Regions from separate parts of the Mus musculus genome. Here region 1 is linked to region 2. A link is a contact called in public Micro-C data. All regions are on one chromosome and are shown on one strand. The core of a region is the stretch at or near the end of the contact, and the rest is flanking DNA. Distances in the headings are between cores, read along the strand shown. Region 1 holds the start of Fgf16 (fibroblast growth factor 16). Region 2 has its middle 46 kb from the start of Fgf16.

The links. Hi-C and Micro-C count contacts between places; a contact is called where the count stands out from the background.
Region 1: a contact with region 2 is called in a Micro-C map of muscle stem cells, with 7 times the contacts expected there. The contact joins the promoter of Fgf16 here to the enhancer-like site in region 2. A contact is called at or near these places in 46 of 484 Hi-C or Micro-C datasets (B cells, the C2C12 cell line, the C3H10T1/2 cell line and 19 more), 2 of 115 datasets of contacts at active chromatin or transcription factors (embryonic stem cells and fibro-adipogenic progenitors) and 1 of 9 other capture datasets (embryonic stem cells).

The regions. Positions count from the first base shown.
Region 1 is chrX:105,758,948-105,766,454 of GRCm38.p6, reverse strand. It overlaps Fgf16 (fibroblast growth factor 16), which reads right to left and starts at 1,978. Exons shown (of 3, transcript NM_030614.2): 1 at 1,641-1,978. The coding sequence starts at 1,914.
Region 2 is chrX:105,714,623-105,721,653 of GRCm38.p6, reverse strand. No RefSeq gene overlaps it. Among named protein-coding and RNA genes, the nearest start is that of Fgf16, 46 kb to the left of the region's middle. Within about 2 kb of position 3,108, at least 2 of the 459 cell types and tissues checked have an H3K27ac peak or open chromatin away from gene starts, as enhancers often do. A contact at or near this core is called in the C2C12 cell line and muscle stem cells, where this site is marked.

The sequences.
Region 1 (7,507 bases), core at 729-3,228, 46 kb before region 2:
CATAATAGCTTTAGGCCATTTCTGGGAGCCTCTGAGTTGAGGGTGGGAGTCCCAGTCCTTACGAAGAAGAACAAAAGGGGACTGCAAAATCGCAAGTGATGGGAGGGAAAGAAGCCAAGTTAACACCCCCTCTCCTCCCACCCGCCTCGTCACCCTTTTGAGGACCTGCTGCAAGTTTATACAGACACCTGCAACCCTCCATTACCCCTCCCAACCTACTGTACTCCAGCTCTGTTTGAGTGCATTTTTCCAAGATGACATAGACCTCATTACGGTTCCTGCCTGCTCCCAGCAAGGAAGGCCAACCCTGGTCTTAGTTGTCTGCTAGGCTTGGCCTTAAGCTGCCCCTCGGCTGCCCCCTCCTCTGCCCCCATTTTCTTTCATTCTTTTCTTTTTTCTTTTTCCTTCCTTCCTTCCTTCCTTCCTTCCTTCCTTCCTTCCTTCCTTCCTTCCTTTCTTTCTTTCTTTCTTTCTTTCTTTCTTTCTTTCTTTCTTTCTTTCTTTCTTTCTTTCTTCTGAGGACTCCAGACGCAGCTCTAGAAAACCATGGATAGAATGCGAAGATGGGAAGGATAGGAAAAAAATGAACCGTGTCCTGCTTGAGGGTAGCAGAGCTTCGGACTGGCTTGGGGGCAGAAAGTGCGCTTCTTGCATTACAAGGACCTAGGGAGGAAGCCGAGGACACTGCGGCGGAGGAGAAAGGCTAGCTGTCACCACACCTGTTTGATGGCTTAATAATGAATAGGAAATTGAAAATAAAAAACCCGGCAAATTACAGAAGAGGGAACACAGTTGCTTAGAAGCCTAAAGATTGCCGTCCCAGATCAAGGTTTATATTAATCGTGTAATTAGTTCTGTATGGCGATGCAGGCAGCTGGGTGCTCTGAACAATCTGTACAGTCGCAGGCTGGCAGAGGCAATCTTGCCTGGAGATTAGACATTTCCTGTTTCTGGGGCTGGCAGTGGGTTCGGGGCAGTTCCCTCACGTGGGCGAGGAGTAAGTTCTGGGCAAAAGATACCCAAGACTTGTTCATAGGCAGTGGGCACCCCAAGGTTTTTCTAGATTCTCAGCTCCCAGGCTCCCAGGCTCATGCTGTGCTGCCTGGATTGGCTTCTACCCTGGGCAGAGCCACCCCTGAGGATGACCAGTGCCATGACGGCCGGATCCCCGTCAGATAAAAGTGATTTGGGTAAGGGCCGCTGGCCCGTGGAGGCTCCTGCTCTGGGCGATCAGTCGCGACGGGTCTGCCACCCTTAAGACTCCTCTGGCCGCGGTCCCCTGCCTCCTAGTCGAGGACTTCGGCTCCTCTCCAGACTCCACCTGCTTCCCTCGGAGACCCGACGATGGGCTCTCACGGGGAACCCCTTGCTCCGGGAGGAGGGAGGGTGGAGCGGCTGGAAGAGGCCGCACCGCGAGGCGCCTCCGCCCCCTCCGGGGAGCGTCGCGGGGCGCGGGGGGCCACCGAGTCCCCGCCAGGCTTAGGGCCCTGCCACCGCATCCCACCCCGACGGGTCCGGACGGCGTCCGGTGCTAGAAGGTTCGGGGGGACCCCTGCGGGACAGCCCCGCGTCGACGGCTCCCTAGTCCGCGGTCCGTCCGCTCCCTCTCCCCCACCACCCCTCCACGGCCGGGTCCTCACCGAAGCGGCTGTGGTCGTGGCGGGTGCCGTGCACCGTGCCGTTGGGGAAGATCTCAAGGTGGAAGCCGGTGCGGCAGTAGAGCTGGCGGCGCCGCAGGATCCCCTTCAGGTGGGCGAAGTCTGTGGGCGAGCCGCGCTGCAGCTTCCCCTCGATCTGGCCCAGGCGCTCGTTCAGGAAACCCGGGGAGTCAGCTAAGGGCACGTTCCCCAGAGAGGAGGAGAAGCCGTGCAGGTCCCAGTCCAAGGAGGCAAAGACGCCCCCGACCTCCGCCATGGCGGGGCCGGCGGCGGCGCGGGCCGAGCCGGGGCCCCGGGGCGCGAACTGCCTGTCTTGGCGGCGGGCGCGGGCGGGCGGGTCGGCGGCGCTCGCTTGCTCGCTCGCTCGCTGCTCGGCTCCGCGCTCTGCCCAGCTGCAGCACACGTCTGTTCGCGTCCAAAGAACTTCTCAGCGGCGGGGAGCGTGGGGCAGCGCGCTCCTGACCTTGCTCTCAGTTAAAGTTCGGCTTCCCCTCCGCATCCATCTCTCCTGGCCTCTCATAGCTGGCTTCCTGGAGCTATCAGATGCAAATGGCACTTTATATACGTACCCACTCCCCTTCCATTGACATATTGGATATTTAAATACAAGCCACACCTCACTGGCATCCCCTCAGAGATTGGTGTGTGGGTTCTTTCCTTTTTTCCCCCCTTCTCGTATCCATTTGGCTCTTTTTGGGAGAGGGGGGTGGAGGCGGGGAGCGAGCGAGCGAGCTTCACTCCCTCTTTTATTATGAAAAAAATGGCAGGAAAAAGCTACACATTGCAGTGAGGCATAACTGCTTTTGGCAGGTTTTCTTAAACTGCTGATGAAATAACGGAGCCCAGTACGTGGAGGCCATTGGCGACCACGGCCACGCAGGCTAGTTCCTCCGGGGTCTGTCTGTCGGTCTGCTGCAAGGGCCACCCCCGCCTCCCACGCATCCTCCCGCTGCTCCCCTCTGGGAAGTGCCGGAGACCGGGGCTGGGGGGAGGGAGTCCTCGCGCTGTTGAGCTCCTCTTCTCTGGCCCAAAAGAGGCTGCGGAAGGGGTATCTGGCCCGGGACAGGGGCGCTCCAGCTCCTTTGTTCTGCTGCCCTTTAGTCCCACTCCCCACCTGTAGGTCCACAGGGGTCTGAGGAAGCGAAAACGTTCTGGAAGCCAAACGCAGTTGCAGCTGTAAGGTCTTGAGAGGTGGTGGAGGTCCCTGCAGGCACCAAAGGGTGGGGGCGCTTAAAGGGTCTGGGAGGAGCGGGAAATCCCAGAGGGAAAGAAGACTTTTTAAAAAGGACGTTGTGGCTTAGACATAGAGGGGTGGAGGCTAAGACATAGAAAGCGATCTTTTTGAAAAATGATCTCCATGGATTTCTGGGCGCGCTTTTACAAGGCTCAGGAGAGCAAGCTCTGTGAGAGGCCATTGGAAGCCTGGTGGGGGCTCTCCCCCTATACACCTCTTTTCTTGTTGGAAACAGGTGTTTCCTCGCTCTGTCCTGTGCCCTGTTCCAAGAAACTCTATCAGGAAGAGCGGCCGTCAGGGGTGGGAACTGGCGGCTGCCAGAAAGAGAGGCTGGGTGGAGAGGACCTGGCGAGCAGGTGCCTGCCTGCCGCAAGCCCCTGCATCTCTGCCCCGCACCTGAACCCCACGGTCCCTCTGGGCCTCTGGCGCTCGCCTCCTTCTTCCTTATTAAATGGCGTTGTTGCTTGCAGTTTTCACACGCAGCAGGCGCTGGCCGCCTTCCCAGGTTCTGGTAGTGACTGAACCCCCAATCCTACCCTTCGGCGCCTTTACTGCGCCTCCTGCTGGAGACCCCACCGAGCCACAAGTTCAAATTCAGGGTTACCATAAAATGAGTAAACAAGCCTCCCCACAACTCAGTGCAATTTGAGGCCCTACTCTAAGGCTCCACGTGCACCCTGTGCTCACATCCTGGACCCATAGCAATTCTTAGTTTGGAACAGCACTGTGGCTTGTTTCTGCTGTGCTTCTTTAGCTCAGAGGGACTCTCCTGGGCCAAGCGCAATGCCTGGCACATATAGACACTCAAAGGAAAGATGCTTTCAGCAACAGTGAACACACATGCAAGTTATCATACAGTTTTAATGGACCCCCACACACAAGCAAAAGGTGGAATCTAGAGGCTGGAGAGATGGCTCGGTGTTTAAGAGCACTGGCTGCTCTTCCAAATGGACCCAGGCTCAATTCCCAGCACCACATGGCAGCTCACAACTGTCTGTAACTCCAGTTCCAGGGGATCTGACACCCTCACATCCACATACGAGCAGGCGGAACACCAATGAGCATAAATAAAAATAAATAAAAGAAAAAAGGTGGAATCTAGAGAATGGAGAGCTCAGCGTTGAAAATCAAGTAGTTCTCTTTTAGAGGACCCAAGTTCTGTTCCTACCACCCACATTAGCTCACATGTGCTTGCAATTCCTGAACCAGGGGGTCTGATGCCATCTTCTGGTGTCCACAGGAACACACACACACACCCTACATAATTTTTAAAAATTAAAAATATCTTTAAAAGGGTGGAGTCCTTATTAGAATATGCATTAATGGACCTACATACTGTCTTGGACTTACTTTAAAAATATCTCAAGAGCAAGCCTGTTGTGCTGGCACTCAGCTGTAATTCTAGCACTTGGAGGATTGGGAGTGTGATCCCAACCTGAGTTGCACAGCAAGTGAGAGATTGAACAAGCAAATAAGAAATTGTCCGAACTGAACGCAGTTCCTTGTACTTATAGTCTCAACACTTTGAAGGTGGAGGCAGGAGGATCAGGAGTTCAAGATTAGACTGGACTACATGAGGCCCTGTCCCAACAACAAAACAAATTGTGACACTAGGTAGGGGTCCTGAATCCATTCTGGCCTAAGGTGACTAAGGTGACTTTTATAATGAATGTACCCTGAGGCAAAGATGGGAAGGATCTTTTTTGCAGGATCAGAAGGAGAAAATGGTAGCCAAAAAAAAAAAAAAAAAAGGAACAATTCTTGGTCTAATTGATAAATTGGACTAATTCTTTTAATTAGAGTCAAATTTAAAAATGTAGATGAAACCATTTTGAGAAGCAGGCACTATAAAAGGTATAGATGTCTATGATGAAATAAATTTCACCCACTTCTTTTTATTTTTACATTTATCTTATTAAACACAGATTTTCCCCTCATACAGTATATTCTGATTGGTGTTTCCCCTTCTCGTCCTCCCAGCTTCTCCTCCCCTCTCCTCCACATCTGTTCTCTTTCTGTCTCTCATTAGAAAAGAACAGGCTTCTGAGATAACAACAAAACATGACAAAATAAAATATTAGATGAAGCAAGAACTATCATATCGAAGTTGGACACATCAACCCAACAGGAGAAAAAGAGCCCTAAGAGCAGACAAAAGAGCCAAAGACTCACTTGTTCTCATAGTCAGGAGTCCCATAAAATACTAAGCTAATAGCTGTAATGTATACCTAGAGGACCTGGTGCAGACCCGTACAGGTCTTGTGCTTGCTGCTTCTGCCTCTGTGAGCACATATGCACTCTGCTTAGTTGATTCCAATGGCCTTGTTCCCCTGGTGTCCTCCATCTCCTCTGGCTCTTACACTCTTTCTGCCTCCTCTTCCACAAGACTCCCTGAGCTCTCGGGGAAGGATTTGATGGAGACCTCCATTTAGACTCTCTTTCCGTATATTGTCTAGCTATGGTTCTTGGCATCTGTTCCCATCTGCTGCCAGAGGAAACATCCCTGATGATGACTGGATATATATCAGAATATCATTAGGATTTATTTTAATGATTTCCAAAGTGGATGTTCAAGTTTGCACCCACCAGCAATGGAGGAGAGTGCTCCCCTTGCTCTACATTCTTGACAGCATGAAATGTTATTGAGCTTAGTCATTCTGAGAGGTGTAAGATGGAATCTCAAAGTAGTTTTGATTTGCATTTCCCTGATAGCTAGGGATGTTGAACATTTCATGTTGAACATACAGGTGTTCTGCCTGCATGTGTGAGGGTGTCAGATTCCCTGGAACTCGAGTTGTGGTTATGAGCTGCTGTATGGGTGCTGGGAACCTGGGTCCTTTAGTAATCAATGCTTTTAACTGCTGAGCCAGTCCCCATTTTTAAATTGGACTGTCTGGTTTTTTGATACCTAGTTTCTCGAGTTCTTTGTATATTTTGGATATTAGTTCTCTATTAGACATGTAGTTGGTAACCCCCCCCCCCATTCTATAGTCTGCTGCTTTGTCCAAACGATGGTATTCATTGCTTTACAGAAGCCTTTCAGTTTCACAAGGTCTCATTCATTATTGTTGATCTTCCTGCCTGTGTTATCAGTATTCTATTCAGGAAGTTGTCTCCTGTGCTAATGTGCTCAAGGGTATTCCCCACTTTCTCTTACATCAGGGTCAATGCTTCTGGGTTTACGTTGAGATCTTTGATCCACTTGGACTTGCTTGTGCAGGGTGATAGATATGGAACTGTTCACATTCTTCTATATGCTGACATCCAGTTAGGCCAGCACCATTTGTTGAAGATGCTGACTTTTTTTCCAATGTGTATTTCAAGCTTCTTTATCATAAATTAGGTATCCATATATATGGGCTTATTCCGGGTCTTCACTTCAATTCCATCGATCCACACGTCCATTTTTATGCCAATTCCACAAGGCTTTCATTATTATAGTTCTGTAGAACAGCCTGAAATCAAAGATGGTGATACCTCTGGAAGTTCTTTTGTATAGGATTGTCTTTTTTTTTTTTTTTTCCGAGATATAGGATTGTTTTAGCTATCCTGTTTTGTTGTTGTTGTTGTTTTTCCATATGAAGCTGAGAATTGTCCTCTCAAGATCTGTAAAGGATTGTGTTGAAATTTTGATGAGGATTGCTTTGACTGTAGATTGCTTTTAGTAGGCTGGTCAATTTTACTATGTTAATCCTAGTGATCCATGAGCATGGGAGATCTTTCCATCTTCTGATATCTTCTTCATTTTCTTTCTTCAAAGACCTGAAGTTTTTATCAGACAAGTCTTTCACTGGCTTGGTTAGAGTTACTCCAAGATAGTCATATTATTTGAGGCTATTGTGAAATGTGTTGTTTCCCTGATTTCTCTCTCAGTCCATTTGTCATTTGTATGTAGGAGGACTACTGGTTTTTGTGTTAATTTTGTATCCAACTACTTTGCTGAAACTGTTTAACAGGTGTAGGAGTTCCTTGGTGGAATTTTTAGGGTCACTTATGTATACTATCATATCATCTGCAAACAAAGATACTTAGACTTTTCCTTTTCTAATTGGTATTCCCTTGATCTCCTTCAATTGTCCTATTGCTTTAGATAATGAATAGGGATGGAGAACGTGGACAATCTTTTCTTGTTCATGATTTTAGTGGAATTGCTATGAATTCTTCTTCATTTAATTTGATGTTGGCTATAGGCTTATTATAAATTGCCTTTATTATGTTTCAGTAAATCCCATGTAACCCTAATCTCTTCATGGAGTTTATCATGAGTGGGTGATGAATTTTGTCTAAGGTGGTTTTCTTAGGGAATGAAATGATCATATGTTTTTTTTTCTTTCAGTTTATTTATATGGTGGATTATAGTCACTGATTTTTTGGATATGCTGAGCCTGCATCCTGGAATGAAGCTTACTTGATCATGATGGATGATCTTTTCTATGTATTCTTGGATTCAGTTTGCAAGTAATTTAATGAGTATTTTTGCATCAACATTCACAAGGGAAATTGGTCTGTAAATTTCTTTCTTTGTTAAGTTTTTATGTTGTGTGGATATCACAGTAACGATAGCCTCATAAAATGAATTGGACAATGTTCCTTCTGTTTTTATTTTGTAGTATAA
Region 2 (7,031 bases), core at 1,859-4,358:
GAAACAATGGTTGAGGCATAGCTGTAAATGGGACTTTTACAGCCAATGTGTTTAATTTGGAGAAATTCTGCTGCCTGCCACCTAAATTCTCTGGCTGTGATGGCAGGTGGCAGCCACTGTGCCTGCCTGCGGTCTGGGGGCCTGTATCCCTATTCCTGATTCCTGAGCCCCATATTACTATTAGTCTAGGTGCATTTTTCTATGATGGCACTTCTTCTTTCAGGGCCCAGTCAAAGTGATCATGATAGTAACTCAACCCCATGTCTTTTAGTGTTTAACATCACTTTCCTCCCTACTCATCACTGTGATGTGGTTCACATCCAGACACTGAAGTGATAGTGAAAGTGGCAACCCCATCAGCTTGTCTTAAAGCAGGAACCACATCCAGGAACTGTACTCATGATGAGCCTGGTGGGCCTTGATGGACTTTAGATGAATGGGGTTCAGGAATCAGGATAGGGGTGCAGGCTCCCAGACAGCAGGCAGGCAGGCACAGTGATGGCAAGTGTGGAGCAGTATCTGTGGTCAGCCTTTCTCAGTTACCTATCTTCCAAGGGAAGTGTCTGAGAAGCTTTGGTTAAGAATTCACATAAAGGAGTTGGGGCTGTGTCTCAGTAGTAGATACAGCACTTATCTATCATGCAGGGGTAGACACTAGGGTCTAGGTACAGCCCTTCCCCATCATCTAAAATAGGACAGAAAAATCCCCAGTGACTTGGTGATCCATCCTGGAAGAATCTCTTGTCTGGGGTAGCGTCTTCTACAGAGACAAGTCTGGTGCTCTAAATCCTGCCCCACACACTGCTGCTGTAGTCCTAACTGTGGGCTGCTTCGGATGCATTAGAATGCACTGGCGGCTGCTCTGTCAAGTCTGATGTATTCACAAGAGTTGAGTTTACCTTAGTAGAGTTTAAGGAAAAATGCCCCTTAATTTAACTTAATTAGTCAAATGGCCACATCACCAGAACTCACTATCCTGAAGTTAATAGTCAGGCTGGAAGAATAATTGTGAAGAATTGACCGTGCCCACGAGCAGATCACTGGGATTGCTGGGCCTGCAAGATTTACCATTTTCCTCATTGGGAAGCAAACTGCTCCCTACTTGACTATAGGGACCAAGCCTCCACAGTATGAAGTTGATAGAGGTTGTTGATTCTCTATCTTCAATTCACTGTCTACATCTACAACATGGCTGTCAGCATTTCTGACTCATAACTTGCCAACTTTTTATGATTATGAAAACAGAAAACCTATTTGTAAGGATTTAGTCTCAAGTAAAAAAACAGATCTGTGCAAATTCTGCCATGAACAAAGGCTTCAGTGCTTAGTGTGTGAATGCTGAGACTACATAGTGTCATCTACTGAGACTTCCTGGAGGCCTTTCCCCTCTTCTACTTTGTGGTGCTGGGGATTAAACCTAGGTTTCAAATGTACTAGGCAAGCATTTTGCCACTGAGCCATACACATAGTCTTGGTAGTCCAAGCTACCCTCAAATTTGTGGAAATCCTCTAGTTTCTGCTTCCTGAGTAGCTGGGATTACAGTGAGAGCTACCACACTGGGCTTTCTTCTTTGTTTTCAGGTTTGTTCTCGATCTTAATTTTCCAGAGAAAATTATTTCAGATGAACGAAATGTTGCTCAATGGAATTCCACAATTTTTCTTGGTGGTTTGGGCATTTTTTCTTTTCTTCTGGTACCAGTAAAGCCTACTGCTATGGTCAGAGGTGTGTGTGTGTGTGTGTGTGTGTGTGTGTGTGTGTGTTGTGGTCAGGTTGTAGAGGTTTAGGCCTAGTCATAGTCAGACTGGTTTAATAGTTCTGTTCTCTAAAGAACAGATGACATCTAAGAAGAGGCATCGTTTTTGTTGTGGCGGTGGATGTGAAAGTCAGTAAATATGCCGTTTTCCTCACTGAATATAAGGAGACCACTTGAAATAGATATTTTCCTGCTATCTTTGCTTAAGTTTTCTAAGGGATGGCAGAGGGAACCAACATCTGTTAAATATATAGGTCAGAAAGCATATAGGTTGAACTGGCCCAAAAATTTCTTCAAAATAGTTGACGTCCAGAGACTTTGGAACCCAAGCCAGACACCTGGGAAGAAAAGAGGGGGATCCCAAGGAAGAACAAAGAAAGAACCCTATTTTCTCTTGGGGCATCAATTCATCCTGTGATGGCATCTTACTCATCTTCAAACATCTGGCCATCTTTCCCCCATCCAAATCTTTGCCCCTGCTTCTTTTTTTTCCTCTTTTTCATGTCACACCCTTTCCCCTCCCCTCTGTCAACACTGTGAGGGATAGTTGGGTAGATAGGATGGCCCAGTACTGGAGCAGTATCTTTGAAAGCAGATCCGGCCGCTGCTTCTCCAGCTCTGTTTGCAGAGCCTCCTGGCTGATGCATTGAGATCCACCCCCCACTCTCTCTCCTGTTCATTTTGGGAGGCTGAATGAAAACTCATAGACTGCAACCCTCTCCTCTGATAACCCTGTTTCTCTGCGCTTTCGCTGACTCACTGGGGAGAATCACACATCTTTTTGGATGGAGCTCTTGGCTGCAGTCAGAAGGCCTGGATCATGCGCTCAAAAGTGATGCTAATTAGAATACTTGGGCTTCTAAGATTTTGCCTCTCACATCCCCAATCCTTTTCCACCTCTGCTCCTCTGGCATCAGTTAACTGAAAAGCCACACCCAAGGCTATAGTCTTAAGAGAGGAGCTAAGTTATTGTTTCATTTCTTAAAATAAAAGATATAATCACAGAGTCCCCAAGAAAGAAGAGGGTGTGTGTGTGTGGGGGGGGGGTATAGTTCTGGAAGTATAGAATGTTGTGGAAAAAGGTAAGTACTTTGCCCCTCAGCTTTCACAAGTCCTTCCACTGAAACTATGATAGTGCTTGGAATGGCATTAAACGTGTGGTTTGGCCAAGAAGCAGCCTGCATGGCAGCAGGTTGTAGGCAGGATGTACCCTCCATTTTATCACTCTTTCCTTAAGGTTGAGCACCTAGCTGTAGCAATCCAGCTTGCTTCGTCTTGTCCAACTGTAAAAGGCACAAGGGTGCAAGCGAGCTGTGTGGAGGCCCCAGCTGTCTTCCCAGGAATGCTGGGGAGATCTGGGAACATGGAGGCTGAGTCATAGTTTGGGAGAAAATTGTGTTTTTATACCCGCAATGCAGGGTGTTGCCATAATATTAATCATTATTATGGTCAAAAACAAATAAACTCACCCCGCAGTTATGACAAAGCTGGGTCTTGGCTCTTTCTTGTTCCTACACTGTCCTTCTCTTACCTTCTGCCTTTGAGAACCACAGTTTAACTCCATATTGTCAGAATGGCCAGTGTTCTTTCTTTTAGTAAAATAAAGAAAAAACTTCAACAGCATTTTACTATATGATTCAGGCTGGCCCGAATCTCTTAGTCCTTTTGCCTTATCTTCCCAAGTGGCTGGGACACATGTGTGCCACCACACCCTGTAGCCAACTGTTTAGGGATTCAGGCAAAGTACCTAATTTTATTTTGTTTGTTTTTATTCTATTTTTGTCATACAGAGGATAGAACCCAGTGCTTCACTTATACTAGGTAAGTATTTGGCCATGAGATATACCCCCATTCCAAAGTACCTGATTCATTTCTTAAATTATTATTTTTATTTTTTTTCTGTGTATGGGTTTTTTTTTTCCTGTGTGCTTGTCTGTGTACTACACGTATACCAAAAGAGGGGACAAGAGCCTCTGGAACTGGAGTTCCAGATGGTTGTTAGCCACTGTGTGTGTGCCTGGTACCTGTGGAGGCCAGTAAAGTCTTTGTGCTCTCTAGAGCTGCAATTACCAGTGATTGTAATCCACCATGTGGGTACTTAGAGTAAAACCTGGGTCCTCTGGAAGAGCTGTCAGTACTCTTAACCATTGCACCATTTCTCCAGCTGGGAAATACCTATTTGAAGAAAGTGAGGGATGAGGGTGGGGGCTAGCCAGCAGGGCATGGCGATGCTTATAATCCCAGTACTCAGGACAGTGAGAAAAGAGAGTGATGAATTTGAGGCCAGTGTCTGAAACACATGTCTCAAACTCAACCCAAACCAAACCATGTAGACCCAACCAGACATGGTGTTATACACCTACAATACTAGTTGCTAGGGGCAGAGAGTTCAAGGCCAGCTTCAGCAACATAGCAACAACACCTTGTCTCATCCTCCTCATCTTACCCTCCCCTTAAACCAATAAACCAAAGAGACTTTCCCTATCTGCTCACTAAGACCTAAAGTTCCACCCAGTCAAAACACAAATGTTCCACAAACCTCATTATTCACTTGGATCTTTTGTTTGCTTCTTTAGGGTCAAGGTCTTGACACATAGCTCAGATTGGCCTTGAGTTCTCCATCTTTTTGTCTCAACCTCTTACTAGGATTATAGGCATGCATTCTCATTCCTAATTAGCTACTTCCATCTTCATATTAATGACCTGTTATGATTATTTCTTCCAGAGAAGGAGACAGGGTGAACATAGAGACAGTAAGAGTGCAGCACACATAACCATAGACAAATAGCATCCTCAAGGAAGAGAAGGCCACAGAGAGGGACTGCCAGGACAGAAGACAACCTGACAGTTTTGCCATAAAGCAATTTTGGACCTATGTTAAGGCCATAGGTGCAGTTGCTGTAGGGTTAGGGGATGGGTAATGAAGAGTCACTGGAAAAACATTTGAAACCAAACTCTCTTTCTGTAGTCCAGGCTGGCCTTGAACTTGAGTGCTTTCTGAGTTGGTCTCCTGTGTGCTGGGGTTACAGGTGAGACTTATACAAGGCAAGTTACTGAAATTTAATGAACCATGTTCCAGCATGAGGCTCAGGTCCTGGCTGTAGAGCAGGAGTCTGAGTTTAAAAAAGAGAAAGATGGGTCCTGGAGAGATGGCTCACCTGTTAAGACCATCGGCTGCTCTTCCAAAGACTGCAGTTCAATTCCCAGCACCCACATGGTAGCTCAGAACTGTCTGTAACACAGTTCTAGGGGATCTGATTTCCTCCCACAGAAATAAAACATGCAAAACACCAATGCACATAAAATAAAAAAAATATAGCATTTTTAAGAGAGAGAAAGAGGGAGAGAGAGAGAAGGAGGGGGGCTGTCTGCTCATTCCAGGTAGAGCCACAGGGGCTAGACTTGGCTGAAACGTCTTTGGGCCCTACAGGGTCTGGAAGCTAGTGAATTTAGGTTACTCTTCGAAAATTAATTTAGGTCCAGTGAGAGGCCTGAATTCTAGGACCAAGTGTGCCCTTAGATAGTACCTACTCTGCCAGGTAAGACCCCTCCCTAAGTAATCTTATCCAGTGACCCAGAAATCATTTTCTTCTTTTCTGAACCCCACTGTATCTTGACCAAATCAGAAAGTAGGGCAAAATGTTGCTCAACTTGTCCGTTACCTGGACTTAGAGCAAAGCAGATACAACAGCGGAAACATCCCCAGTTATGATCTCCACATCTCTCTCCTTTTGAGTCATGGCTAAATGACACCTCGGAGGGTGTCCTCTCCCTTGTTAGATGTCTAACATCTCTGACCACACTGTGGGTTGTCATCACGAAACTTGTCGCTGGTTAATATTTTCCCATGCCCTGTCTTCTGTGAGCCCCATGAGAAAAACCCCTCACTTTAACTCTCTGGCCTGAATGGGGCAGCATTGGGCAGGCCCTTTTTCTGCCTTCACTTTGAGCTTTGTTCAGAGTGTTCTGCACCCTGTGCTGTCTCCTGCCCTGTCCATCTCCCTCTCCTTGTCCTGCAATGCTGGAGTCATAGTGTTGCTCCTCCGAGGAAGGTCTCCTGGATGATAGCAGCCCAGAATTTCCTCAACTACAGCGTCATTGGCTATGCTTTGGAGTTTGCCCTCCATCCCTGCCTCCTTTCACCCTTCCTTCTTTTCTTCTTCATTTTGTTTCTTCTCTCTTTCTCTCTCGCTCTCTCTCTCTGTCTCTCTCTCTGTCTCTCTCTGTCTCTGTCTCTCTCTGTCTCTGTCTCTCTCTCTCTCTCTCTCTCTCTCTCTCTCTCTCTCTCTCTCTCTCTCTCTCTCGGTTTTTTTGAGACAAGGTTTCTCTGTGTAGCCCTGGCTGACCTGGAACTCACTTTGTAGACCAGACTGGCCTCGAACTCAGAAATCTGCCTGCCTCTGCCTCCCAAGTGCTGGGATTAAAAGTGTGTGCCACCACCACCTGGCCTGTTTCTCTTCTCTTTTCTTTTCTATCTTCTGCCCCCTTCCTTCCTTCCATTTTTTCTCCTGCCCCTGAAACAGGATTTCACTACATATCCCAAGATAACCTGGAACTCACTATGTAGGTTCAGACTGGCCTGGATTTGTGGCAACCATCCTGCCTGAGTGCCAGAGTTCTGAGAGCCATTGAGTCAGGAGATGACATATGCATTTTAAATTAGATGCTTCTGAGCCAACAAAGCTTGAGAGCCCGGCTCAGCCCCTCACCAGCCCCTCATCCTCTCCCTTGTCCTTGCCAGAATTCTGCTTCCTTATAAGGTAAGATGAAGAGGTTGGGCAATGTGACCTCTTAGCTTTCAACCTTGGCAAGTTTATGTTCTGGAAAGTCCTTGAAGATAATGTCTTTAGCTTGTCTAACTTAGAATCTCTACTGCAGCCTATTCAAGAATAGCGTCTTCAATGTACTGGTGCTTAATGGGTGACTGAGTGGATGGAATGAGTAGTCAAAAGGGCAAAGGTTACAGAAGGCCAGCTCAAAACAAGCCAGAGACAATAGAGTAGTCAGCCCCACTGCACAGGCCTGGGTTAGAATCCCAGTCTCTGCCAAGTTGGAGAGCTCCAAAGCTTCGCTTCCTCAGTCTGTCAACCGGCGGCCTTCCTGGTACTTACTGCTTTGGGCTACTGGAGGACAAAAATGAGATAATGTCTACAAAAAGTCTGGCACACAATTTCCCCTCACCTTTCTTTCTAATTAGGCCATGCCAATAAGGAACAAAACGGTTCGTTTTCAATACCACAGAAGCTGATCTTCAATCATGAGGGCTTGGAAGCCTG